Regions from separate parts of the Mus musculus genome. Here all the other regions are linked to region 2. The links are chromatin contacts, called in public HiChIP or PLAC-seq, Micro-C and promoter capture Hi-C maps. All regions are on one chromosome and are shown on one strand. The core of a region is the stretch at or near the end of the contact, and the rest is flanking DNA. Distances in the headings are between cores, read along the strand shown. Region 1 overlaps Tmem104 (transmembrane protein 104). Region 2 holds the start of Cdr2l (cerebellar degeneration-related protein 2-like). Region 3 holds the start of Sumo2 (small ubiquitin-like modifier 2). Region 4 holds the start of Mif4gd (MIF4G domain containing).

Region 1 (3,487 bases), core at 800-3,299, 190 kb before region 2:
CACATGGTGTTGGGAGTGGAACCCAGGTCCTCTGGACGAGCAGCCAGTGCTCTTAACCACAGAGCCATCTCCCCAACCAGACAAATGTTTGTTTTCAAGACAGGGTTTCTCTGTGTAACCCTGGCCGTCCTGGGACTCATTCTATAGACCAGGCTGGCCTTGAGCTCAGATCTCCTGAGTGCTATGCCTGGCTTCTACAAATGCTTCTTTTTTTTTTTTTTTCAGTTCTACTTTGTTTTGTTTGTTTGTTTTGTTTTGTTTTATTAGGTATTTTCCTCATTTATATTTCCAATGCTATCCCAAAAGTCCCCCATACCCTCCCACCCACCCACCCCCACTTTTTGGCCCTGGTGTTCCCCTGTACTGGGGCATATAAAGTTTGCAAGTCCAATGGGCCTCTCTTTCCAGTGATGGCTGACTAGGCCATCTTTTGATACATATGCAGCTAGAGTCAAGAGCTCCGGGGTACTGGTTAGTTCATAGTGTTGTTCCACCTATAGGGTTGCAGTTCCCTTTAGCTCCTTGGGTTCTTTCTCTAGCTCCTCCATTGGGAGCCCTGTGATCCATCCAATAGCTGACTGTGAGCATCCACTTCTGTTTGTTAGGCCCCGGCATAGTCTCACAAGAGACAGCTATATCTGGGTCCTTTCAGCAAAATCTTGCTAGTGTATGCAATGGTGTCAGCGTTTGGAAGCTGATTATGGGATGGGTCCCTGGATATGGCAGTCTCTAGATGGTCCATCCTTTCGTCACAGCTCCAAACTTTGTCTCTGTAACTCCTTCCATGGGTGTTTTGTTCCCAATTCTAAGAAGGGGCACAGTGTCCACACTTTGGTCTTCGTTCTTCTTGAGTTTCATGCTTTTATCAAGTTGTATCTTATATCTTGGGTATCCTAAGTTTTGGGGCTAATATCCACTTATCAGTGAGTATATATTGTGTGAGTTCCTTTGTGATAGTGTTACCTCACTCAGGATGATGCCCTCCAGGTCCATCCATTTGCCTAGGAATTTCATAAATTCATTCTTTTTAATAGCTGAGTAGTACTCCATTGTGTAAATGAACCACATTTTCTGTATCCATTCCTCTGTTGAGGGGCATCTGGATTCTTTCCAGCTTCTGGCTATTATAAATAAGGCTGCTATGAACATAGTAGAGCATGTGTCCTTCTTACCGGTTGGGACATCTTCTGGATATATGCCCAGGAGAGGTATTGCTGGATCCTCCGGTAGTACTATGTCCAATTTTCTGAGGAACCGCCAGACTGATTTCCAGAGTGGTTGTACAAGCTTGCAATCCCACTAACAATGGAGGACTGTTCCTCTTTCTCCACATCCTCGACAGCATCTGCTGTCACCTGAATTTTTGATCTTAGCCATTCTGACTGGTGTGAGGTAGAATCTCAGGGTTGTTTTGATTTGCATTTCCCTGATGATTAAGGATGTTGAACATTTTTTCAGGTGCTTCTCTGCCATTCGGTATTCCTACAAATGCTTCTTATACTCCTTAATTCTCCCATAAAGTTTTTGCCTAGTCTTACTTTTTTTTTTTAAAGTAATTTTATTTTTATTTTCTGTGTTAAGAGTTTTACCTGCATGTCTGTGAGAAGGGTGTCAGATCCCCTGGAACTGGGGTTACAGACAGTGGTGAGCCACCATGTGGGTGCTGGGAATTGAACCTGGGTCCTCTGGAAGATCAGCTCGTGCTCTAAACCACTGAGCCATCTCTCCAGCCTATGCCATGTTCTTAAAGTTTTTTGCCTTGCTTCCATCATGAGAAGCCTCTCAGAAGTTCCTACCCCTGCTTAGTGTTTCTCTTAAAAGTGTTAGGCAGAGAGTAAAGCTGTTCAGAATCTAGAAGATGTCGGGGTCCGCTGGGGTCTGTTCTCAGTGCCTATGGGGAGCCCACCAGAGATGGCCCCTCAGACACAGTGTATAGCCAATTGAAAGTCTTTATGCCAGCTGACGGGACCACACCCCAGTGTTGAGGGGAGGTGACAACATGACACAGGACAGGGACATAGGTGTGGCCCTAAGTGTCCAGGTCATGGGATTTTAAAGGACAGAGACCTTGTCCAGACATCTTGCTCATCAGCTCGGGGTTTGGGGGTGGGGGCTTTGCGGGGTAAGCAGTTTGAAGCAGGCAGTTTTAACAGACACTAAGACGCTAAGATAAGCGGTTATCAGGAGGAGGTTCCGCACAAACAGGCTGAGATAACTTAGGCCATCCTGACCTTTGGTTCCTAGAATAGAATTACATGGTTTTCCCTGGAATTCTCTATCAAGGAGATCAGATTCTTGTTAAACCTGAGGCTAGCTCAGCAAGAATGCAAGATGGAGGAACCTCTGCACTGTCTTGGCCTGTCACCCCTGCTTCCAACCCTCAAACTATCACACCCCCATCACTTCCACAAGAGCCTGTGTCCTCTGTGGCTTGGTTGACCGACCGCAGCCGCTGTGTGGCTGCCAGAAAGCCCTACGCACACCTGTAAGAGTGTGATGTCAGAGTCCAGCTGTTGCTCAGAACACAGCTCCCGCAGGGGTCCTCCCCTCACATTGTGAACCCCTAGCTAGTAGACTTTGAGGTGCCAGGGTCTCTCACCTGAGGACAAGAGGGTAGCCACACATTTCCCTTTCCCTGTAGTGTAGCAGGTAGAGAGCCTGGCTGCAGACCACACTGTGGAACTGTCTCCATCCTAAAAGCTATAAGATACCCCTCTCTCATGCCATGGGGGACCGGACTCTTCTTCAGGGCCCTCACCATGCTGTCATTTATTGGTTTGTCTGGCCATGGCATGAGTAATTCTTCATAAAGTCCATCTGTCCCAGTGTTTCCTTGAACCTCATGTTTAAGGCCCTGTGTCCCCCCCCCCCATTTCTCCCACTCTAAGCCTTTGTAGCTAAAAGTCCCTCCCCTTGGCCTTACTCCCTTGTGAAGGGGGAGGCACATAGAGCAGATGGGTAGTACAGCCCACGTGTGGAGGTCAGAAGACAACTTTGGGGAGTTGGTTCTCTCCTCGGTTACACAGGCTCAAGAGGATCAATCCCCCTCCTCCTCCTCCTCCTCCTCTTCCTCCTCCTCTTCTCCCTCCTCCTCCTCCTCTTCTCCCTCCTCCTCCTCCTCTTCCTCCTCCTCTTCTCCCTCCTCCTCCTCCTCCTCCTCCTCCTCCTCCTCCTCCTCCTCCTCCTCTTCCTCTTCCTTTTTCCAAAAGTATCTCATTGTGAATCCTAGGTTGGCCAGATCCATGTTCCTCTCTCCTTAGACTCCCAAATGCTGGCATTGCAAGAGTGGGCCATCTGAGCCAGCTGAGTGCCATTTACCTAAAGCTCTTTACCTTATCTCTTGCAACAAAGCCACAGTTCTTCTCTTCCTCCTCCTGCTCTCTCGCTGTAGTCTGCGTCTCTGTCTCGTTGTCTCTCCGCTCTGCCGTCCACAGCTTTATCAGGTGAAGGGGTGTGTCTGTCTAGTCCCATTGAAACCACATCTCCA
Region 2 (3,296 bases), core at 502-3,001:
AGCCAGGGCTATATAGAGAAACCCTGTCTCGAAAAACCAAAAAAAAAAAAAGAATGTTCACACATGATGGGTCTCAACAAAAACAAATTACATGAATGCTGGAGGATTAGGAAAACTCCTTTAAGGAAAAAAAAATTCTTGGATGGATTAAAGCATGGCTTTTATGGGTGTAACTGGATATCGGATTTGGGTCTTAAGCAGTAAGAAACAGACCTTAAAGTGAAAAGGGCAGAATACAAGTAACACGTGCCCAAAGTTCATTCCTTCCAGCCTGTTTCCAGACATACAGGTTTTTAAACACTCCAGTTCTTTTTTTAAATGAGTTCTATTTCTATATTTATTTATTCTATATTTATGTGTATGAGTGTCTGCCTGCCTGAATGTATCTATACCATATGCATGCTTCGTACCCAAGGAGGTCTGAAGAGGAGAACTGATCCCCCGGAAGGAGTTCCAGGTGTTTCTGAACCACCATATTGATCTGAGGAATGAATCCTCAGATCTTCTACACGAGCAGTTGAGCCATCTCCAGCCCACGGCCTAGGTTCTTTTTTTTTTTTAAGAATTGTTTATTATTTGTAAGTACACTGTAGCTGTCTTCAGACACACCAGGAGAGGGCATCAGATCCCATTACAGATGGTTGTGAGCCATCATGTGGTTGCTGAGAATTAAACTCAGGACCTCTGGAAGAGGAGACAGCCCTCTTAACCACTGAGCCATCTCTCTAGCCTAAGACTCAGATTCTTAAAGGTAGGTGTGTGTGTGTGTTCACTCATGTGTGTTCATGTGTGTGTAGAGGGTACAGGACAACCTCCAAGTGTTACTGAACAAGGAGCTGTGCACCTTGCTTTTTTTGAAACACGGCCTATCACTGGCCAATTAGGCTAGGTTTACTGGCTACCATCGATCCATCTCTCCTGGCTCCCCAGCTCCCAGAGCTGGGATTTCAAGAACAAGCCACGCACTCTGCTTTTTTTTTTTTTTTAAACAAAACCAAACCTGGTAAGCACTTTTAATGTGCTGAGCCACCTCCTCAACCCCCTTAAAGTAATGTTTAGCTTTGCTTAGTTTAGTTTACAGAAAAACTTCCACACTGTAGCTTAGTCGGGCCTGGAACAAGCTGTGTTAAAAGTCTGGCCTAAGAACTCAAGATAATCCTATTGCTTCAGCCTCCTAACTCCCGTTAGTAGAGGAGGGAACCACTGTGTGTTTTCTATGTGTGAGACTTTATGTAATTACAAGTACCCAGAGGCCAGAGGTGTCAGAATTTCCCTGAAGCTGGCGTTACAGGCTGTTGGGAGCTTCCTGACGTAAGTGCCGGGAACCGAACTCAAATCCTCAGCAAGAACTCTTGACCTCGAGTGTTCCAGCAGCCAAACCCCCATTCAAGGTTCTTAAAGATGTTTCTAATTTAATACCATTTTTTAAAAAGTTCTTCGGATATATCAGTGGGTCAGCACGTTCTCCGCAGGTGAGGACCACTGTGGACATCAGACAGACCCTTGCTCCCAGGAGAGCCAGAAGGACAGATAACAAGCAAACAAAATAATTCCAGATGGACGTAAATAAAAGTCGGACGTGGAGGAAAAGCAGGACAGAGGGTTGATCCAGCAATTCCCGGACCAGGACACCAGGAAGGTCCTTGCCTTCGGTCCCGCCCCTTATTTGCATACGTCTTTTGATTGGTCTCCGGCGGCAGGTCCCACCCCGCAAAGCTGGCGGCCTGGGAAGCTGAAAGCGGGCCGGGCGGAGATGCAGCGGCGGCTCCGGGTGTCGCGGCGCGGGCCGGGCGGTGTGCGGGCCGGAGGCGGGCAAGGGGTACCCGCCGCTGCATCCGCACTCTGCTGACGCCCTAGCCCTGCAGGTGGTCCCGGGTGGTCCCAGCTGTCGTCCCACTTTGCAGTCCCCACCCCTCCGCCCTTTGTGCCGCCGCCACCCGGCGTCCCCAGTTCGGCGGGACCCGGGGAGCGCGGGAGCCAGAGGCCCCGCTGGGCGCACGGGGCCGGCAGCGGATGGCGATCACGGGCGGAGGGCGCAGGGGCGCTGCAGCCCGAGCTCCCGACGTTGGAAGCCCGGGCCGCCTCCGCCGCATTGTCCCGGGCTGCGAGCCCAGGCCCTGAGCTGCCGCAGCGCCCGCCCACCGCCACCCGCGGGGCCATGCGGAGAGCCGCGGGGATGGAGGACTACTCCGCAGAGGAGGAGGAGTCCTGGTACGACCATCAGGACCTGGAGCAGGGTGAGCGCGTTGGGGAGGGAAACAGCGTGTGCCCCAAGACCCCTGACCACTACTCCATTGTTGGGCGGTATCCCCAAGAAAAGGGCTAGGCTGGACCTGGTGAGCCCAACGGAGCATGATGCGTCTTGAGAATGGGGACGTGGACCGAGAAGGGCGCTGCCCTGGAATATTCTGACGCTGGAGAGAGACTTGCAAAAGTGTCCAGTTGACAGGGCATCCATCGCCCTTCTCATTTTAGTAGCAGCACCTACTCGCGTGCCCCGGTAGGGTATTGTTAGGGGGCCCGATTGCTAGGTAGAATGGAAGTCTTGGGGCCCACAGAGGATTCTTGTTACTTTTGCTAAGAATGCACTGTATATTGAGATAGGTCATCTCTCCAGATCAACAGCACCTGTCCGGGCTAGAATTTCTGAGCTCTAAGACTTCCAGAAAGTTTCCCCAACTCGCTTCCCTCTGCCCAGAAAGGGGGTGGTGCATGCTCACGCCTGCGAAGAAGCTGAAAGTCTCCAATCTGCCTTCCCAAGAGAGGCGTTCCCTGGTCCTTCCCTGCATGGGGCTTCCACCCAAGTGGCTCAGGATGTGAAGGGGTCCTTTAGCAATTTCAGACTTTGCCAAATGAGATCCCTGGGGAAAGAGGGAGCCACTTCCGTGGCACTCATCTAGAAAATGACTAGAGGGGAGTTAGAAGCTGGTGATGAGGTGGCTAAAATGACATCACTGAGAGGTGGAGCCGACCTGACAAGAAGGCCCGAGAGGGTCAGGGTCAAGGCCAAGGCCTGCCGAAGTAGTCAGACCCCAACCTCCTCTCTGCTGGTTCTTACTGAAACCCTGAGGGTGAGGGTCACCTGCATGCTCTGAGGTATTAAAACACAAGCCTGGCACAGTGTGTGTGTGCCACAAAGGCCGGTCTCCATCCTTAGGGCCCAGAGCCCTGGTTTTGCCAAGATGGGAAACATGCACTTGGATCCTGGAGCCTTTGTCTCCTGACCCACTTCCCCATGCAGCTGAGCTTCACCTGCAGATGAGGGGCTGTCCCTGTGCTTGTCAGTGAATCAGAAC
Region 3 (3,106 bases), core at 51-2,550, 150 kb after region 2:
ATCTGAGGTTAAATTTTCTAAAATGGCATTATTTCCTGTCATCGCCCAAATTTGTCGCTTCCCATAAACACCAGTGTCCTTTCTCTTTTCAAAGCTACAACTACTAGAGTCGGTTTGGGGTGGGAGTGAGAAAACCATACCTTGTATTTCAAATTTTACTGCTACCTTCTTGATAAAAGTTAGCAAACTCTGCTCAATGATATCAAATGAACATATCTTTAAAAAAAAAAAACCGAACACACTCAACTGAGGGATATCCCGAGTCTCCCTTTTTACATCTTCCGATTAACGTTCGACTATATAACTGCTTCATTTTCAGTTCAGAGCTTATTTTCCCCCTCTCCTTTGCTGTCATGGCTGCAATACAGTCTTCGTGCAAGTATTCCCGTACATTGCAACCCCAACAGCAGTTCAGCAAATCAAATGTTTATGTCCAAGGATTCGATTCGTCCATCCTGTGTCCCCCTCCAAATAGAGTCGGGGCCAGAGAGTGCCCTGCCCTGGACTGATGCTGGTCCCCTAGTCCGCAGCCAAGAGTAGCCCGTGCCTCCGAGGGCGCGTTCTCAAGTTGAGCCCGTGTCTCTCTGCTCGCACCTAAGCCTCCAACCACAACAAGCCACATGGTTCCCGCCAGGGTGCGGGTTTCTGGGCGCACGGCGGAGAGCGCAGCCCCTCCCCCGCGGGCCCCTTGGGCCTCGAGCCGGACCGACTCTGGAATCCCCCACTCGGGGTTGCCGGAGCACACACCACCGATCCGGCGCGGCCCCAGCCCCGAGAGGGAAACCCCGGGCCGCACGACTCCCGCCTTCGCCGCCGCCCCAGACCCCGCGCGCCCAACGCTTTCCTTACACGCGCCGGGCGCCGCCGAGGAGCCAGCGCGGGGCCGCCGGGCCCGCGGGCTCCCGCGAAGCGCCGCCTGCCCGCCTCGCGCCGCGCCGCGCGCGCTCCGAGGGCCTGGGGGCGGGGGAGGGCGCCGGGCCTCCTCGGGCGCGGGCGGGAGGAAGAGAGCGAGAGAGGAAAATGGCGCGGAGCGCCGGGCCTGAGCCGCCGCTGGCCCCGTGGGGGGCCCCGGGCAGGCAGGGAAGCCCGCGGCGGGCTTCGGCCGGACCCCGGGCCGCGCCACCCACCGGTCCGCACGGTGAGGCGCAGCCGGCCGCCGCGAGCTCACCTTGGGTTTCTCGTCGGCCATGGCGAGCGCCGGAGTCTCCTCAGCTGCCGCTTCACAAAAGAGGCACCGGGTCCGCACTGAGGGAGCGCACAAGCAGCACCAGGAGCGGCAGGAGGAGGCGGCAGCGGTGGACGAGGCAGAGGGCGCGCGCACGTCGTGCGCTTCCCTCCCCCCGCCCTGCGTGCGCGAGCACGAGCATCCGGGGCTTCTCATTGGCTGCCGCTTCGCGGGAGCGCGCAACGCTTACATAACCACCCCTCCTCCTCCCCCCCACGGCCCGCGCCTCCGCCGCCTGGGCCAGGCGCCCGCCAGGTCGGCGGGAAGAGGCGCGGACACGCGCACCAGTCCCGCCGCGGGGGCGCGCCTGGCTCTGGGCGGGGCTGTATTGTCCTCCTTCTTTGGTGGAGCATAATCAAAATGGCTTCCAGCTGGTCCTCGGCGAGGACAGGAAGGCGCGTGGCCTTAGACGTGGGGTGAGCCTAGGTCGAGAACGGAAGGCCAACTCCACGTAGAAGGGGGCATCTCCATCAAAAAAGCAGCAGCGGGTTGTGAGAAAAACTCCTGTTCAGTAGGACAAATGCAACTCCCCCCTGCACATCAAACTTCCCAGTCCCTTCGTCCTTCCCCATCAACCAGCTTCCCACCCGGGAGCCTCAAATGTCTTCCAACCTGTTGGGAACCCTACTCTTGCTGTGGAAAACTGTTCTTATAGCCACTCAAAGGATTCCTTGCTTGTGGCCTGCCTCCCAACTTCCAGAGAACACAGTCCATCAGGGGAGCCGACCCAACCTGAAGCTCACGGGCCCATCAATCATTTCGTCCCTTAATCCAGTACAAAGTAGGAGTAGGATCCTCGCATTTGAAGAAAATCCTGCCCTCTGCTGTGCATGCCACCCTGTGGCTCTCACTTGGTGTTTTTATTTCCTGTACCCCTGTATTTTCTTCTACTACTGTGTTCCCACAGAGGGGGGAAATACCACGATTACATTACCACCATAGTGCTTCTTCTCGACCAAACAGCTTGAAAAAATGCCCATGCCAGCTGCTCCACCCCCTCAACTCCCACTCACTCCTCAATCCACTGCAATCTGTTGTTGTCCTCTTAGCTCCACTAGAACTCTCCACAAGGTCACCTTTGCTGAAACCAGTAATACGTCCCGTTTCTCACCCCTACTCAACTCCCTTCGACTCTGCACAAAACAGGCTTTTTTTTTCTGTCACCTTAGGCCAGTGGTAGCACACCTTAATCTTTTTTTCTTTATTAAACTTTATTTTAATTGTTTCTTTGAGTTTTAGTACAGACTTTTTCTGGTTTTTGGGTTTTTTTGTTTTTTTGTTTTTTTTTTTTTTTTTTTTGGTTTTTCGAGACAGGGTTTCTCTGTATAGCATTGGCTGTCCTAGAACTCACTCTGTAGACCAGCCTGGCCTCAAATTCAGAAATCCCCCTGCCTCTGCCTCCCAAGTGCTGGGATTAAAGGCATGTGCCACCACTGCAGCTAGTATAGACTTTTAAAAATTACTATATTTCCTCTACAGGGACGTATGAATCCCTTCCAATATCATCTACTTTCTAAACTCTCCTTTTCTAACTTTTTTTTTAATCCTCCTTGCATGTCTGTGGTGGCATAGGTGTTTAATCCCAGCACTAGGGAGGCAGAGGCAGGTGGGTCTCTGTGCTCTAGGCCGGACAGGTCTACAGACTGAGTTCCAGAAAAGCCAGGGCTACACAAAGAAACCCTGTTTTGAGAAACAAAAACAAAAAGATAAAAATTAAAAAGAAGACAGACAGGGCAACACAGAGAAACCCTGTCTCGAAAAACCAAAAATAAATAAATAAATAAATGAATAAATAAATAAAAGAAAAAGAAAAATTCCTTCTTTTGGGCGGGGCCTAGTGACACAAGTCATTTTAATCCCTACACTAGGAAAGCAAGATAA
Region 4 (3,268 bases), core at 683-3,182, 230 kb after region 2:
TCAAGCTCACCATGTAATTTTTTTTTTAGGTTCATTCATGTCATATGTATGAATATTTTCTTACATGTATATATGCATGCCATGTGTTTGCCGGAGATAGAGGATAGCACGGGATCCTGAGAACTGAGCTATCAATGGTCTTGAACCTCTCAAGGTCCTCTGCAAGTCAAGTGTTCTTTATGGCTTTCTGTTGTGTTTTGTTTTGGTGACAGCATCTCACTGTGTAGCCAGCTATCGTGCCTCCTGCTTGCTGGGGTTAAAGGAGAACAGCACGCAAATGCTCTAAATCACTGGGCCATCTCTCCTCCCACAGGCACAGTCTGTGTTGAGCAATTTGGCCTTGAATTTGTGCTAATTCTCCTACCTCTGTAATCTGCTGGGATTACAGGCATGGAGACGTCTCCAAAATGTTTAGCTTAGCACATGACGGCAATTGCTAATTGTCCTGTCAAACTTCTGTCGTGAGTGTTACAACGGAAGGGCCAGGCAATTACATATCCCCTCTGCCAGGCTGATTCTCCAAACCAGGCATCTCTGTACATTCAAGGGTGCTGACTGCACCAAATGCAAAGCCTTTAAAGAGAAAGCAGTGTTCTCTTTCATGGGTACTTAAAGGCTTTATGATCTTAGATCTAACTCTGTGATTCATTCTCCAATCTACTGGCTTAAATGTGGTGAGAATTAGGTTGTGACTTACTTTCTGAGAGCCAAGAAGGGCTTGGGCACTGCCTGGCTCTGGGCTTCAGCCCCCAGTGCGGCTCTTACCCAAATGGAATATGCATGGGAACCTCAAGTCGGACTCTGGTAGCGTGCTGGATAGTTTTATGTCAACTTGACACAAAATAAGTGGTGGGTGGGAGGCTCACCTTTGAGCGCGGTCTTCAGCAGCTGCTGCGTCTCTGCATCAAAAGACTGGATTTTATAATCATCTCTACTGGCCTCGCTCATGACGGTCTAAGCCCGGCAGGTTTTCACTGGCCTGAAACTAAGGACAGCACCTGAGAAGCAAAGACGGTTGAGGCTTCAAGGGTGAATCACAAAGCTCCCGATTCTAGCCCTGTAGGCACTGGGCCGGGCAGACCAGGCCTTGGGACGGGTGGAACTGGACTTTCTGTCGCGTTCAGTGCTTGGCTGAGTGCCCACCAAACTTGGCTTCGGGTGGAGTAGTTGAGCACCAAGTGGCCACCTGCTGCTCAGCTGAAGGAAACCCAGGCTTCTGGGGTTACATCTGAGAAGTGAAGCGGGAATTCACCTACGGTCCCAGCGGGATCTGAGTTATCCCAGATCTGGGATCTGATACAGTCAGTATCAGGGTAAATTTCGGGGTGCAAATACTGAACTGGGTGTAAACGTCAGGCTCGCCTTTATCGTCTAGCACGGAGGACGCTGGCTCAGTCCAAGCCGCAGATCCTGATACCAGCAGGGCTCCGAGCCCCTCTCTCCCAGCGTTTCCAGTCCGTCCACCCCTGCAGCCGTTGGGCCAGGGCTGGCCCGCGCCTGCGTCTGGGGCGCCGCGCGGCGCGCGCCCGGCGTGGTACCGCGCGGCGGCGGCGGCGGCGGCGGCGGCGCCAGGGCGACTCGCTAGCGCCGCCTACCGGCCACGACTCGCCCTCGCCTCCGCACCCCGCCGCCGCCCCGGGCCGCTCCCTCGCTTGGCGCGGAGACGGATCGGCACCCGACAACTGCGACACCGCCACCGTCGCGCGCTGAAAGCTCACCGGCCCCTGTCCCCTTCCCACCCGGCGCACCTCCGCCTTGTTTCTGACCACGAAAGCCTCCGAGCGCTGGGCCGGACCCTCCCTGCGTTTTGCGTGAAGTTGTTGGTCTTGCCAGGTCGCACCCCGCGCCGGGGTCACCATATCCCTTGCCCCGCTCAGGTGAACTAGGTCAGACTCTCCCCGGCCGGGCAGCGTGGGAGGAGCTTCGGGAAGGCGTGGCCTATTCGGGGGGAGGGGCGTAGTCTTCTGGGGTTTGGCCGGTTAAAGCGGAGTGCAAGGGCTGGGGCACACTCTGGCAACTCCCTCTCCTGCCACTCACTGTAAAATAAGTTTTAAACCAAAGGAGCAGCCAAGATAAAGGGCCCTGGGTCTTTCCTAGGGGGAATCGGGAGCAACACTGCTGCGCACGAGGGACCAGGAGCCAAAGCTCTCAGCTGCTTTAAGAGTTTGCCACAGCGCTCAGGGTGATAGTACCAAAAAGCTCGAGAAGCTCCTGAGGGCGGGGAAATGAGGAGCACGGAATTTACGTCGATAAGACTTCTTAAAAAAAAAAAAAATCAGACAGCCGACCCTGAATCTTCCAGGTTAAGATAAAGGAGAAACAACATCCCACCACGCAGGGAGGCGCATTAAGACACAGGATGTTTTAAGTAGGGGAAGTGAACAACTCACAGGCTCCTGGAAGCCCCTCCCTACTAAGAATGTAAAAGCAGCGAGGATTGCCGAATTGCACTCAGACGAGCTAAGTGGCCTAAAAAGGCTCGAGCTAGCACACCCTGTGGAAACAGCAGCTTGAGCTGGGCTGCCCAGTGTACTCTTGAGACTGCTCCAGTTGACCTGAAGATAGGCTGGGACCAACTGAGCTGCCTGGAGGTCTCTCCAATCTGTTGGGCTGCCTGCAGACTGCACTGTGCTCCATGATCCCAGCTTTCATGAGTTCAGCAATGCTAGGCTGAGCTTTGGGTAATGTCCCTGTCTTTGAGTCATTTCTGCTCCTGTAACTCCCAATTGGACTTTGGTAATGTGCTGGATAGTTTTATGTCAAGTTGACACAAACTAAAGTCATTTGAAAGGAGGGAGCCTCAACTAAGAAAATGCCTCCATAAACTCCTACTGCCTGTGGAGCACTTTTGTAATTAGTCATTGATGGGGAAGGGCCCAGCCCATTGTGGATGGTGCCATCCTTGGACTGATGGTCCAGGCTGAGCAAGCCAGTAAGCAGCTCCCTCCATGACCTCCAGCTCCTGGCTCCAGGTTCCTGCCCTGCTTGAGTTCCTGTCCTGACTTCCTTTGGTGATGAACAGTGATGTGGAAGTGTAAGCTGAATAAACCCTTCCCTCTCCAACTTGCTTTTTGGTCATGGTGTTTATCATAGCAGTAGAAGAAACAAGTAGTATCCTTACAATGGTCTGCAGTCAGCTTCTCCTCTGGTATATAAATTTATTCACATCTCTCCAGCAATAGGGTCACAAAACACTTCTGCTGCTCCAAGCCCAGGAAGCCAACGGGCCACCCATCTCAGAAGCCCTCCCAAGTGACCCTGGGTCTTC

What was found. Hi-C and Micro-C count contacts between places; a contact is called where the count stands out from the background. HiChIP or PLAC-seq counts read pairs in DNA pulled down with a chosen protein or histone mark. Capture Hi-C pulls out chosen DNA fragments and counts their contacts.
Region 1: a contact with region 2 is called in an H3K27ac HiChIP or PLAC-seq map of extraembryonic endoderm stem cells. The contact joins the enhancer-like site here to the promoter of Cdr2l in region 2. A contact is called at or near these places in 13 of 39 promoter capture datasets (the 3T3-L1 cell line, 3T3-L1-derived adipocytes, the C10 cell line and 7 more), 1 of 484 Hi-C or Micro-C datasets (embryonic stem cells), 2 of 115 datasets of contacts at active chromatin or transcription factors (extraembryonic endoderm stem cells and pancreatic cancer cells) and 2 of 9 other capture datasets (adipose tissue and embryonic stem cells).
Region 3: a contact with region 2 is called in a promoter capture Hi-C map of pancreatic islet. The contact joins the promoter of Sumo2 here to the promoter of Cdr2l in region 2. A contact is called at or near these places in 13 of 39 promoter capture datasets (3T3-L1-derived adipocytes, the HPC-7 cell line, cranial neural crest and 8 more), 1 of 15 datasets of contacts at CTCF or cohesin (the NIH/3T3 cell line), 6 of 115 datasets of contacts at active chromatin or transcription factors (bone marrow-derived macrophages, embryonic stem cells, large pre-B cells and 1 more) and 3 of 9 other capture datasets (adipose tissue, liver and pancreatic islet).
Region 4: a contact with region 2 is called in a Micro-C map of embryonic stem cells, with 2.8 times the contacts expected there. The contact joins the promoter of Mif4gd here to the promoter of Cdr2l in region 2. A contact is called at or near these places in 2 of 39 promoter capture datasets (neural stem cells and second pharyngeal arch cranial neural crest), 1 of 484 Hi-C or Micro-C datasets (embryonic stem cells), 2 of 115 datasets of contacts at active chromatin or transcription factors (epiblast stem cells and pancreatic cancer cells) and 3 of 9 other capture datasets (adipose tissue, liver and pancreatic islet).

Annotation. Positions count from the first base shown.
Region 1 is chr11:115,192,737-115,196,223 of GRCm38.p6, forward strand. All of the region lies in intron 2 of Tmem104 (transmembrane protein 104), which reads left to right. Among named protein-coding and RNA genes, the nearest start is that of Tmem104, 7.0 kb to the left of the region's middle. Within about 2 kb of position 2,050, at least 6 of the 459 cell types and tissues checked have an H3K27ac peak or open chromatin away from gene starts, as enhancers often do. A contact at or near this core is called in extraembryonic endoderm stem cells, where this site is marked.
Region 2 is chr11:115,380,165-115,383,460 of GRCm38.p6, forward strand. It overlaps Cdr2l (cerebellar degeneration-related protein 2-like), which reads left to right and starts at 1,752. Exons shown (of 5, transcript NM_001080929.1): 1 at 1,752-2,237. The coding sequence starts at 2,159.
Region 3 is chr11:115,534,930-115,538,035 of GRCm38.p6, forward strand. Sumo2 (small ubiquitin-like modifier 2) reads right to left here and starts at 1,301. Exons shown (of 4, transcript NM_133354.2): 1 at 1,169-1,301. The coding sequence starts at 1,189.
Region 4 is chr11:115,611,037-115,614,304 of GRCm38.p6, forward strand. It overlaps Mif4gd (MIF4G domain containing), which reads right to left and starts at 1,933. Exons shown (of 6, transcript NM_001243584.1): 1 at 1,749-1,933; 2 at 867-998. The coding sequence starts at 948. It overlaps Slc25a19 (solute carrier family 25 (mitochondrial thiamine pyrophosphate carrier), member 19), which reads right to left. Exons shown (of 7, transcript NM_026071.3): 7 at 3,145-3,268.